Linked DNA regions of Mus musculus: region 2 is linked to region 1. Evidence: chromatin contacts called from public HiChIP or PLAC-seq data. All regions are on one chromosome and are shown on one strand. The core of a region is the stretch at or near the end of the contact, and the rest is flanking DNA. Distances in the headings are between cores, read along the strand shown.

What was found. HiChIP or PLAC-seq counts read pairs in DNA pulled down with a chosen protein or histone mark.
Region 2: a contact with region 1 is called in an H3K27ac HiChIP or PLAC-seq map of embryonic stem cells, with 7 read pairs. The contact joins the enhancer-like site here to the promoter of Aldh1b1 in region 1. A contact is called at or near these places in 10 of 39 promoter capture datasets (the 3T3-L1 cell line, 3T3-L1-derived adipocytes, the HPC-7 cell line and 5 more), 1 of 484 Hi-C or Micro-C datasets (embryonic stem cells), 10 of 115 datasets of contacts at active chromatin or transcription factors (bone marrow-derived macrophages, embryonic basal ganglia, embryonic forebrain and 4 more) and 2 of 9 other capture datasets (embryonic stem cells and pancreatic islet).

What each region holds. Positions count from the first base shown.
Region 1 is chr4:45,796,743-45,802,274 of GRCm38.p6, forward strand. It overlaps Aldh1b1 (aldehyde dehydrogenase 1 family, member B1), which reads left to right and starts at 2,280. Exons shown (of 2, transcript NM_028270.4): 1 at 2,280-2,427.
Region 2 is chr4:45,588,461-45,593,992 of GRCm38.p6, forward strand. No RefSeq gene overlaps it. Among named protein-coding and RNA genes, the nearest start is that of Gm22055, 42 kb to the left of the region's middle. Within about 2 kb of position 3,216, at least 40 of the 459 cell types and tissues checked have an H3K27ac peak or open chromatin away from gene starts, as enhancers often do. A contact at or near this core is called in embryonic stem cells and trophoblast stem cells, where this site is marked.

The DNA.
Region 1 (5,532 bases), core at 1,030-3,529:
TAATGCCTATCGGTAGGGATGTCTGTGACTCCTTATTCTCCTCCAGTGTGGAGAGCATCCACCTTTCAAGGCAGCCCTCACAGTCCTTAGCCAGCTCTGTTTTGTCTGGTTGTGTGTGGGGAAGGGGAGAAAGATGGGAAGTTAAGGGAGAGTGATGGGAAGAGGCAGAAGCCGCTCCCCCTGGGATCTAGTCTGCAGGCGGGCTGGCCGAGAGTCAAGACACAACCTGACAAAAGCCAGACTGCCCACAGAAGAGGTGCCTGTTTTCCTGGACACTCTTAAACAGGATGTTCAAAACAACCAAGAACTCTGCAGGGCCGGGATGTCCATGGCCTTGAGCGGAGCTGTGAGCATACCCTTCTCATCTCTAACTCTGAGCAATGCCTCTTGTAAAACCACCTGACAGCTTCAGTTACAGGGACAGGCTTCAGGTCAAGGTCAATATGTAGACCAGCTCATATTTTAAACTAAAAAAAAAAAAACAACCCCCAAAACAACAACAAACCCTAAAAAACGTAATTTTAAAACTTTGCTTAGTCTTTTTGCCTTCTTGTAAATTATATATTTTGAACAAGGTAACTTAGAAACCAGAGTCACTATCTATCTATCTATCTATCTATCTATCTATCTATCTATCATCTATCTATCTATCCACCCATCTATCTAGAGCCATAGTAAAGACACCTAACTAAGCCAGACTCTTCCTTGAGAAGCCCATATCCACACTTGGGTATATTTGGTCCTTTTCCTGTGCGTGTGGCGTGTCTCACTCACTTAGATAAAGAGCAAATAGTAACACTTACCGCCTTAAACTCCTCCTCTGCTGCATCGTTAAGGGTTCAGCTCTAACTGAGTGGAGCTCCCTGGGCGGGGAGTGGGGGGGGCATTTCTGGGTTTTGTCTCCTCACCGGGGATTGTATTCAAACTTCACAAGTACTGGGCGAGCTACATGCCCAGTTCCTACTATGCTCTGCCAGGATGTTTTTCTTGGGGTGCCCCATAACCTCCCACACACTGGTCTGGCTTTGCCCTCTGGCACTCCACAGACCCTGCCTGATCTGGACTTTCAGAGACTTGGTGTACATATTTTGTTCCTTGAGTTCTAAAGGGAGAATACTCCAGATTTTTCAGTCACCTGGATCTTGTGCCAGCCTTTCTTAGTGACTCCCTAGTTCTGTGACTTCCATGGAAAGGTCTAGAAGAGACGCTCAGAGTGTAGGTGGAGGGTAGGTAGAATTTATCACCCAGCAGTAGGGGATTGCACAATAGCCAAAGGGACCACGTGAGAGCAGACAGAGGTCAGAGACCACTGCCACTGTGCTGACCATTTGTGAGTGGGCTTTTTCTAGAGCAGGTAGCTGTTTCTAAGGAATGTTTTCTGTCTGGGTGATGGACAGGTCTATTTGGATTCACTCTTAAAGTAAGGAAGAATGGTATGTCTTGTTTTTTTTTACCAGAAAGCTTGAAGGGAGGCAATAATCTTGCTGAGGGTTGTTTAGATAGTTATCTATTAATGACACCTCCACCCAAGACAGTACAGCATGTTATATCTCTACCCAGGATAAGAGCTATGACAAGATCACACTCCTTTGACCAGTAATAAAGTCCTGCGATTTCAGATTCAATCCTATAAGCCATTGGTTATGAGAGTGGTGTCCTTCAAATCCACTAATCTGTAACTAGCTACTTAACACCGCCAGGATTCTTCACACAATATGGCAGCCAGCCTAATCCCCGTGTAACTCACTTCCACTGTCTTTCTGACTGCATTTTAGGCTGTTTTTTTAAAATGCATGTTATTTTAAAAATCTTCAGTTCCTACAACCCCAACCCCAGGGTCTTGGCCCAACTGTCCACCCTCAGCTCAAAAGCAGAGACCAATGGTCAATGTAGACTTTATAAACAACATAGCCCATTTTGTTTGGAATGTATCCGATCTGCTCACGATTTTGGAACAAGAATTTTCAGTACTGTCTTAGTAAAACAGGCTCAGGAATGCTGATCCGCGGCACTCTATCAACAAGGTCTGTCAATGGTTGATATTTAAGGAGGGGTCCCAGGATAGAGCCGGGCATGTGATCCTAGGAAAACCCCACCTCTCTCTGGGTCCCTCTTTTGATTGTCAAAGGAGTGTCCTTAGGCTCTCAGACTTGAGATGCCTGCTCCAAAGAAGCCAAATCAGAATCCTCTGGAAGGTGCCTGATGCTGGACCTAAGATTAGGCTAGGGGAAATCAGGGTGTTGAGCCGAGATCCCTCAGTGGTGGGCGGTGCCGGGAGCAGGCGGAGCTTAGCTGGTGACGGAACCACATTGGCTGGCTAGCGGCTGAGCGAGGCGGGTCCGCACGGCTGCTGAACTGACCGGAGAACGCTGATACTAGAATTTGAGCCTGAGCGCGATTCGGAGCCTGAGCCCCAGACCACCGCAGGTAGCTACCGCCGCCCTCCCTCCGCACTGGGGCACGCTACGGTCCCCGAATGGCAGGTCTCTTCCGGGTGCACTGCTGGGTTCTTTCCACGCCGCTTCCTATCGGGGAGACACTGGATGGGCTGGGAGAACACAGAACCACCCAAACCTTCTCATCTTGGTTCCCATCTGGGGCTAGAGCCACTGGCCATAGTGGACAGGCTAGGTCTAAGTGTGTGTTCCGGGGTTCTGACTTCAGGCCTTTCACTCGGTGGACATGAGTATCTGATATTGGGAGGAACCACAAAGCTAGGCCTTTGGGAATCCAAATCCAAAGATGAGAGAGTAGTGTCCCTGAACATCTGTGGTTCCCTCTAGAGTAGCCATCAAAATCTGTTCTACTCAACCTGACGGGGACAGGGAGGGAGGCTGCTGAATTTACAGTGAGAAGATGAACCGCAAACTGTAAAGCTGGATAACCTGTGACCAGAGCTTTGTCTTTTCTTTTCTTTTCTTTTCTTTTCTTTCTTTTCTTTTCCTCTCTCTCTCTCCCTCTCTCCCTTCCTTCTTTTCTTCCTTTCTTCCTTCCTTTCTTTCTTTCAAGATTTATTCATTTCATTTATGTGAGTTCACTGTAGCTGACTTCAGACACACCAGAAGAGGGCGTCAGATCTCATTACAGGTGGTTTTGAGCCACCATGTGGTTGCTGGGAATTGAACTTCGAACCTCTGGAAGAGCAGTCAGTGCTCTTAACTGCTTAGCCAGCTCTCCAGCCGGACCAGAGACTTTTCTATGTGCAAAATGAAAGCAACCACTTGGACCCTGTGAAGATTCTGAGCAGCAGAGCCTTGGTGTGACCTAAGAGCAATTTCACACACACACACACACACACACACACACACACACACACACACAGAGAGAGAGAGAGAGAGAGAGAGAGAGAGAGAGAGAGAGATCCTGGTCTTTTGGTTACAAGGACAAAGCAGATGTCCTTGATGGGCCTGCTGGCTCAGGTTCCCCTGGGAGGGCTTTTTTCTGGTCAGCATTGATTTCTGTATGGCTAAGGACCTGGTGGGATCCTTGCTTTCGTGGATTAGGTTTTTTTTTTCTTTCTCTGCACTTGGGACAGAGGGTTGAAAGGGCCTGGGATGGGAGTGGGGGTGGGGGTGGGGGTGGAGGTCAAGGATCTGGGCTGGTGCAATTACATTTTACTGCTGGGTGGAGCAAGCCTCCGAGTGAGACAGAAAAGACACAAGGTTTCTATTCCTAGCCAGAGATTAACTGTGTAACTAATCTAGGAAGTAGAAACACAGTCTAACAGTCGTTTATGCAATTTTAGATACATTTACATTTCATCATGTTATCATGCTGTTTTAGTAAAGAAAGTCACTGCTGTTTTAGGTGACAATAAGCAGACCTACCTCAGCTGGTGTTTGACTTGTACCCCAGAAAACTAAGCCCCGTCCCACTGTTCTGGGGTTGGGGGGCTCTGCCAGGTTGGTTTCTGAGACCTTGAGTGTTCTGATGTCTGCCAGAGTGGAGTGTCTCTGGTTTTAGACATGGAAGACCCCATTCAACACCACCCCAGGGAACTCTACATTTGAGGGAACTGGGGTCCCAAGTCTCTAGGGTCCTTGCTCAGATCTCAGGGCAGTTCCTCAGTGGCCCTTGTGGGAATCTTAGTGTGTTTTCCTAGTGTGTCACTCAGTCAGCAATAGGTCTACCCTAGGACCGGACATGGTCATAGAGGTGACTCTGACGAAAGAGCAGAATTAATAATTATTTGCGTTGTTTGCGTTGTTGAGGCAGGGTCTCCCGCTGTAGGCCAGGTTGACCTTGGACTCCCAAGGGCTTGTTTGGTTATCTCTGTGGCTTAGAGCATCCAGCTTGCGGAGCGTGAGAAGGGCTTTGTGTGTGGTTTAGGCCAGAACTAGGGAAAGAAAGGTTCTTGGTTTCTCTTGGCTTTGCCTGTAGCCACACTAAAATCTTATTAAAAAGATAAAATTCAAGCCAGGAGGCGTTACAGTGCAAATTTTAGCTGTGACACAAATTATCGGATTGGTGAGTATCTCCTGACGCTGCAGGGTATTGTCATTCTCAGAAGGGGGGCTTCCTGGAGAAATTCTGATCCCTCAGAGTCCCTTCCCTCAAGGTCTGCCACGCTAGCGGGGCATAGAATGACAGCAACAAAAATCCCTGCCTCAGAGGAGCTCATCCTACTAACGTGCTTAGGGACAACGATGCACAGGCATGTAAGATCGTACAAGGCGAATGAGACTGAGAAACATACTTTGGAGGTTCGGAGGTCAGCTCCAGAGGTGTCCCAGGGTTGCTTTGCTGCTGCTGTTGTTTGTTGAGACAGAGTGTGTTATGTATCAGAGTTTGTCTTCAAACTCACTGTGGAGCCAGTGATGGCCTTGAACTCCCGACCCTCCTCCCTCCACCTCCTAAGTACTAGGGTCATGGGGATGAGCCCCATACATGGTTTATGTCATGGGGTGATTGAACCTAGGGCTTTGAATGTGCTAATCAAGCACTTTTATCACCTGGGCTACATCGCCAGTTATCGAAGCTCCCTGATTCTGGTATTCTGGTGTTAGATAGGGAACTAAGGAGAAACAGGTATTTGTTGCAAACACAGAGGCAGGTTATTAAAGGTCAGGTCATTTCCAATGGGGAGGGAGCAGGGCTGGAGAGGAGTTTAGCTGCTCAAACATTAAAAATTCACAGAGGGGCTGGTGAGATGGCTCAGTGGGTAGGAGCACCCGACTGCTCTTCCGAAGGTCTGGAGTTCAAATCCCAGCAACCACATGGTGGCTCACAGCCATCCGTAACAAGATCTGGCGCCCTCTTCTGGAGTGTCTGAAGACAGCTACAGTGTACTTAGATATAATAAATAAATAAATCTTTAAAAAAAAAAAAAAATTCACAGAGGACCAGGCTTCTGTTATACAACTGGGCTTTCCACCTCGGTTTCACGGTGTGGGCTTTTCCTCAAATGCACAACTTCATGCCTGGTGTGTCTCATTAGCACCTTAAATTTTCATCCAGAAATGTGGACTTTAGCGTTGTGATGAGCCATTGGTTCCTTTCAAACACTGCAACAGGAGGACCAAGAAGGGCTAC
Region 2 (5,532 bases), core at 1,966-4,465, 210 kb before region 1:
TTAACCAGCAGGAGCTCAGGATACTGTCCATACCCGTTTCCTTGCTCAAACAGCAAGCAAGATCCAGCCTCCACACCTGCCCCTGCACCTGCTCTGCTCCCCGCTGGATGACACCCCCTCCCCATCCTACCCCACACCCAGTGGCCTGTTCCTTTTGTCCTTCATCCTCAGCTCAAAGGTCACCTCTGCAGAAAAGCCTTCCCAGACTGCCTCAATAAAATTGCATCCTGTCACTTCCTGTCTCTCCAATCTGCTTTCATTTTCTTCATAGCCTCGATCATTACCTTATGTCAAAGTATAATTTCCAAAGAGTCAGAAACATGACTGTCATCTAGCATCTGCCAGGACGTCAGTGATTTATTCCATTCCTTAGTGAAGGGCTCATCCCGTCCACAATACTAGCTCTGAGGGGTAAGAGGTGCTGATATTCATAATCAATGAGAAAGGAGATCTGGGTGGGATTGCCAAGCCATCCACTAAATTGGTGTGTGTCCTACAGGACGCTAAGACTGCAGCCTACCCAGTTATCTTTTCATCCAGACAGGAATCATCTGCATCTCTGCTGGACAAAATCACTCGAAGCTTATCAGTCTGTTTTAGGTAACCGCTCACTTCTAAGAACTGGAGCCCTAATCAATAGAAATAGACGTCAACAAAGTCACTCTCCTGGCACAGGGGTGTCCAAAGGACTTTCCAACAGAAAGAAGCAGTCTGTGAAAGCCACCCCACCAGACAGCCCACTCCAAGGGGCCACACAGCTCTTGATATGTAGCTAGTATGCCTGGGAAACAGAATTGTAATAGTTTAAATCAATGTATTGTTTAAATTTAAATCAATTGTATTGTTTAAATCAATATGTTAATACAACATGTAACTTTAATTGTGATTGCTAATGTTATAAGTTTAAATTGCTGTGGTTAAGAGATTCACAAAGCAAAAATGCCTCTAACATATAAGCCCTATTTGCCCAAGGACAGATACCTTCCTGGAATGCTGGAGCTGTTGTTCATGTAAGATAACAAGCCACGTGTTTTCACTTCTGTAAACAAGCTTGGTTGCCCCAACCACATAGAAAGTGCTTGATCACACATAGGTGGGATACAGTACCTAGGCAGAAAGTGCATAAGGATGTATGCTTGCCTCTGATTGCACAAAGGCAGAAGTTATGCGGCCTTGTGAGTTTTGCCTGTATAAGTTTCTGAGTAATATTATTTGGTGCCAGTCTCTGGAAATCCCCGTGTGGACCTGGCCAGTGTCCATTCTCCTGGCCAGTAATTAATAAAGCTTGCTTCAAATTTGGTTAAAAAATTGTGGCAATGGTCATGTTGGGAGCAAACAAAAGAAACATGTCCTAAGTACTACCATTTTGTTTCAGACTGTATTTAATTACAGGAGGAAACTAGGTTCAAGATCCCACGTCCTAGGGCAACCAAGGAGTTCGCCAGCTGAACAGCTTCTGTTATCTTCTGTTCCAGAACATAATGACTGTTCCTAACTGCAAAAGAACAAATGGATTTGATTGGTAGAACTGTAGTACCTACATTCTAGGTCAATTGACATAGATTAGCCACATAAAGAAAACCCTTACTCCTAAATACCGATTGATGAAAAAAATGTAACAATAACTTGGTACAGATGTATGTGATTTGTAAGCTTAAATAGTCTGTGATATTCTGGTTCAGGGGTCACATTTATTATGAAATATAATGCGGCGAGAGATGTGTTAGTACCTGGTGGGCCCATGCCAAGGTGTCCGTCCTCCTGGTAAAACCCATCATACAACAGACCTGGTATAAAGGAGGTTCATTTGGGGGAAGGGAAGAGAGTGGGGACCTGGAGAAGGGGTAGAGGCAGACAGACAGGAGCAGAGCCATGACGTTGAAGCTGGAACAGAGAAGGACAGAAAGGGGAAGAGAGAGACTGGTGGGAACAAAGAGAAATGGGTTGGCAAGCAGTCCTTTAATATCAGCACTTGGCGGCCCAGGTTTTGGCGGCAGATGATGATGTAAGCCGTTGCTAGGACCCACGGGGAAGCCTAGTGGAATTGCATGTAAACCAACAGTAGTCAGCCCCCAAATCTGTTCTGCGACACTGATCAATCAGTAGTGGCTTGATTACAATAAATTTTTGTCATCTGCATTGAACTGGTGTGTGAATTGATTTCTAAGCTGGATCAAGCAGACCCCATAACAGTCTTTTTCTCACCCAGTGGGATTAGCAAAACACATTAAGATCGGATATCATTAATTTAATATTATATTTGCATAAATTATGAATGTGCACATATATAGATGCATGTGGTTATTATATTTTACCTATAAAGGTAATAATTAACTTTAAATAGCCAGCTGTGCGGAGTGGATTTCATATTTGGGATCCCAGTCTACCATCAGGCTATGTTACTCACTTTTCATTGCTACAACCAAAACATCTGAAGACATAGTAGAGGCAGGGTTATGTTGGCTATTGATGATAGAAGGTTCAGCCCACAGCTGCTTAGCCTCTTGTGCCTGCGAGGGACATCATGCTGGCAGATTAAAGTCTTTGATTCCTGCTGGTTATGAAGCAGAGGTTACAAAGGGAAGGATCCCGGAATTCCTCCAGAGAGGTCTTACCTCTTCAAGTTTCAACAGTATCCTGAAGTAAAGCTACAAGCCTGGAAAGAAGTGGTTAAATATTTCCCACTAGCCTTATGGCAGCTTGTTAGATGGTGTTGTAGGTGATGGGAGCCTTATTTTTGTGTTTTGAATATTTTCTTTCCCTCTGACATCATACTTGTGCATGCATAGAGAGGGAGAAAAGGGGGGCGCAATTGTCCCTTTTCCTTACAGGAAAGCAAAACTTGCGACTAGCAAGAACTTGTCTTTGTGTTGTTCTCCCTGCACTTAGGATGGGTGTTCTCAGCAGGTACACAATCGATAATTGTTGAATGAATAAATAAACACAAAGCGGCCGGGGTCTTGCCAGAAACCAAAGGGTAAGAGACTCCCCGCGGTAAGTTTGGCTGACAAGCAGCAGCAGGAGCCGCGCCCGATCCCTCGCTTCAAATGGCTTTCTTATTCTGCAAAGTGCTCCCCTGCTGCTCCCAGCCCTTCCCAGGAGCACCTGACGGAGGTTAATTATTCTTTGGGGAAAGTGGCGGAGCTGAGTGAGGAACTGTGGGAAGGTCTGGGGGCAGCAGTGAAGCGCTGGGGCTGAGCACTGAGGTAAGTGCAGACCCACAGACCCAGGGTGGAGAGAGGCCTCGAAGGAGAAAGGCCCGGGGACGAGAAGGCACACAGCGTGGACAGTGGCAGAGCTGAACCCTGAAGCAGAGACTTCTGTCATCTGTGGATCCCCCCCCCCCACCAGTTCCTAGTTCCCAGCCTCCCTTGGGCTCTTCCTGCCTCATTGTCCATCATCCAAGGGAGTGAAAATGAAGTGGGAGGGGCTGCCAAGAGGCGGGGTGGACGATGTTCCAGGAACTTCCCTTTTGGGGGGCTCCAGCAAGAGACCATATCAATGAGGTTCCCATTTCTGGGGATGACCCTTTATCACTTGACTGTTTGAGGGAGGGTTTGAATAGGGTGAGCAGGGCTGGTTGGTGTGGCTGGGCTGGGGTGGGCTGTACTTCTCTGAGATTTAGCTACACTCCTCCCATCCTAGGAATTCCCAGCCATTCTGCCTCCAACAATGGGGCTGGAAGGGCCCTCTTCACGCTCCAGTTGGGGAAGCCCAGTCTCGAGTTGGGCGGAGTTGGGCGAGTTGGGCGGAGTCCAGGGATTACTCTCAGCTGGGGAAGATTTTGTGGTTTCCCTGACAGGGGCTGGCATCTTATCCTCCTCATTTTGTTGTAGCGCATAGGGATGAAGTGGTGGAGAGACATCTCCCAGATCCCAGACACAATCTTCGCATTGATCTTGGAGCTATGTGTGGTTTGTCCAATGTGTCCCGTAAAAGAGACCCCTCTCTGTCCACACCCTCTCACTCAAGCTCAGGGAAGGGAGCTCAGCCCAGCCTCCACATCACAACTACTGGTCAGGCTGTCTGAGAGAAGTCCTGAGGTGGCAGGTGAAGGTGGGGTGGGAGTGGAGGCTTGAGAGAGATAGTGTGACGTTGGAGGAAGAGATTCATTCCATTGGCCTGCATTCCTGGAACTGGGGTGGACAATATTGAGTGGTCTTTAAGGGTTTCACTAAATTCTCAGGAATGGGAAACAGAATTTCCTGACTGGAAACAGAAGCTCTGGAAGACAGGGTAGGCCAACAGTTGGTGCTCTTCTTGCCCACGTGCTTTTCCTGTGTTTGGGCCCCTTCCTAGATGTCATCTACCACAGCTAATCTTCACTGTCATCTTGACTGGATTTTAAACTCTTTAGAAGACACACCTAGGGCCATGTCTTCAAGATTTAAAAGAGGACACAGGATTCCTTAGGGCAGAGGCAAAACATGGGACACACTTGGTTCACATGGTCACTGATGGTTAAGATGTTACCATGGAAACACAAGTCAGGCCAGCCCAGAAGACTTGTGAAGACAGTGGGGGGTGGGGGTGGGCCTTCCTGAGCCTTGCTCAATCAGCCAGTGATGTTCCCATTGAGGAGAGCAGTCAGGATCTCCTCTCTTCTTCCATGTCTTCTGCTGTGGCATCAACTGTCTTCTCTAATGGCATTTCCACCCCAGGACGCGGTTTGGAGCACTGTCTATTACCCTTAGAGCTCAGAGCTTTGCCTTGAGCGATGGATGGCTCCACTGTCTCTGTGGACAGACTCAAACTGATCTTGGCCTGGACTGGAGTTGGGAACTGTTTCCTGACAGGAGGAGCTCAGGCAGCCAGGATGGTACCTTTAGGAAGCTCCTGTCTGCCCCCTGCTTGTTTTAGTAGTTTTTCCATCTGAGGCCCCAAAGAAGCCGAGCTGTGAACAGTCTCCAGTTTAAGGAAATCACAGATTAACAATGGGTGGTGGGTGGCAGCAAAGGTGAACCGCACACGGCTGGGAGCCACCTTAGACTTGTCTGGCTCTGTGCTACAGCTTTTTAAAATAAATATTTCTCTTATGTTATGTGCATTTAGTTTTATTATATGCGTGTTTGTTTGCATGTATGAGGATGTCCCACACTGAACGCTACTCCCCACTCCTCTCTGTTCCTAGCTCCTGGCCACTCCCATTCTATTTCCTGTTTCTGTGAATTTGAATATAAAAGTAGTCCCATAATGCTTCCCTTTTGTGATTTAGTGCAGTAAAGTCAAGAATAGCCAATGTTACAGTGGCTTTGTATGGGCATTTCCTTCCTTACTGAGTGTGTACATATCCAACTTTCTGCCTGTCCATCTGTCTGTCTACCACAAGGGGGAGGGGATCTTCCTACCCCTTGACTTAGTGCAAGGTGCTGCCTTACACATGGCACACTCGCAACACACACACACACACACACACACACACACACAACACACAACACACTACACACACACATACACACACACACAACACACTACACACACACACACTACACACACCACACCACACACACACACACCACACACACCACACCA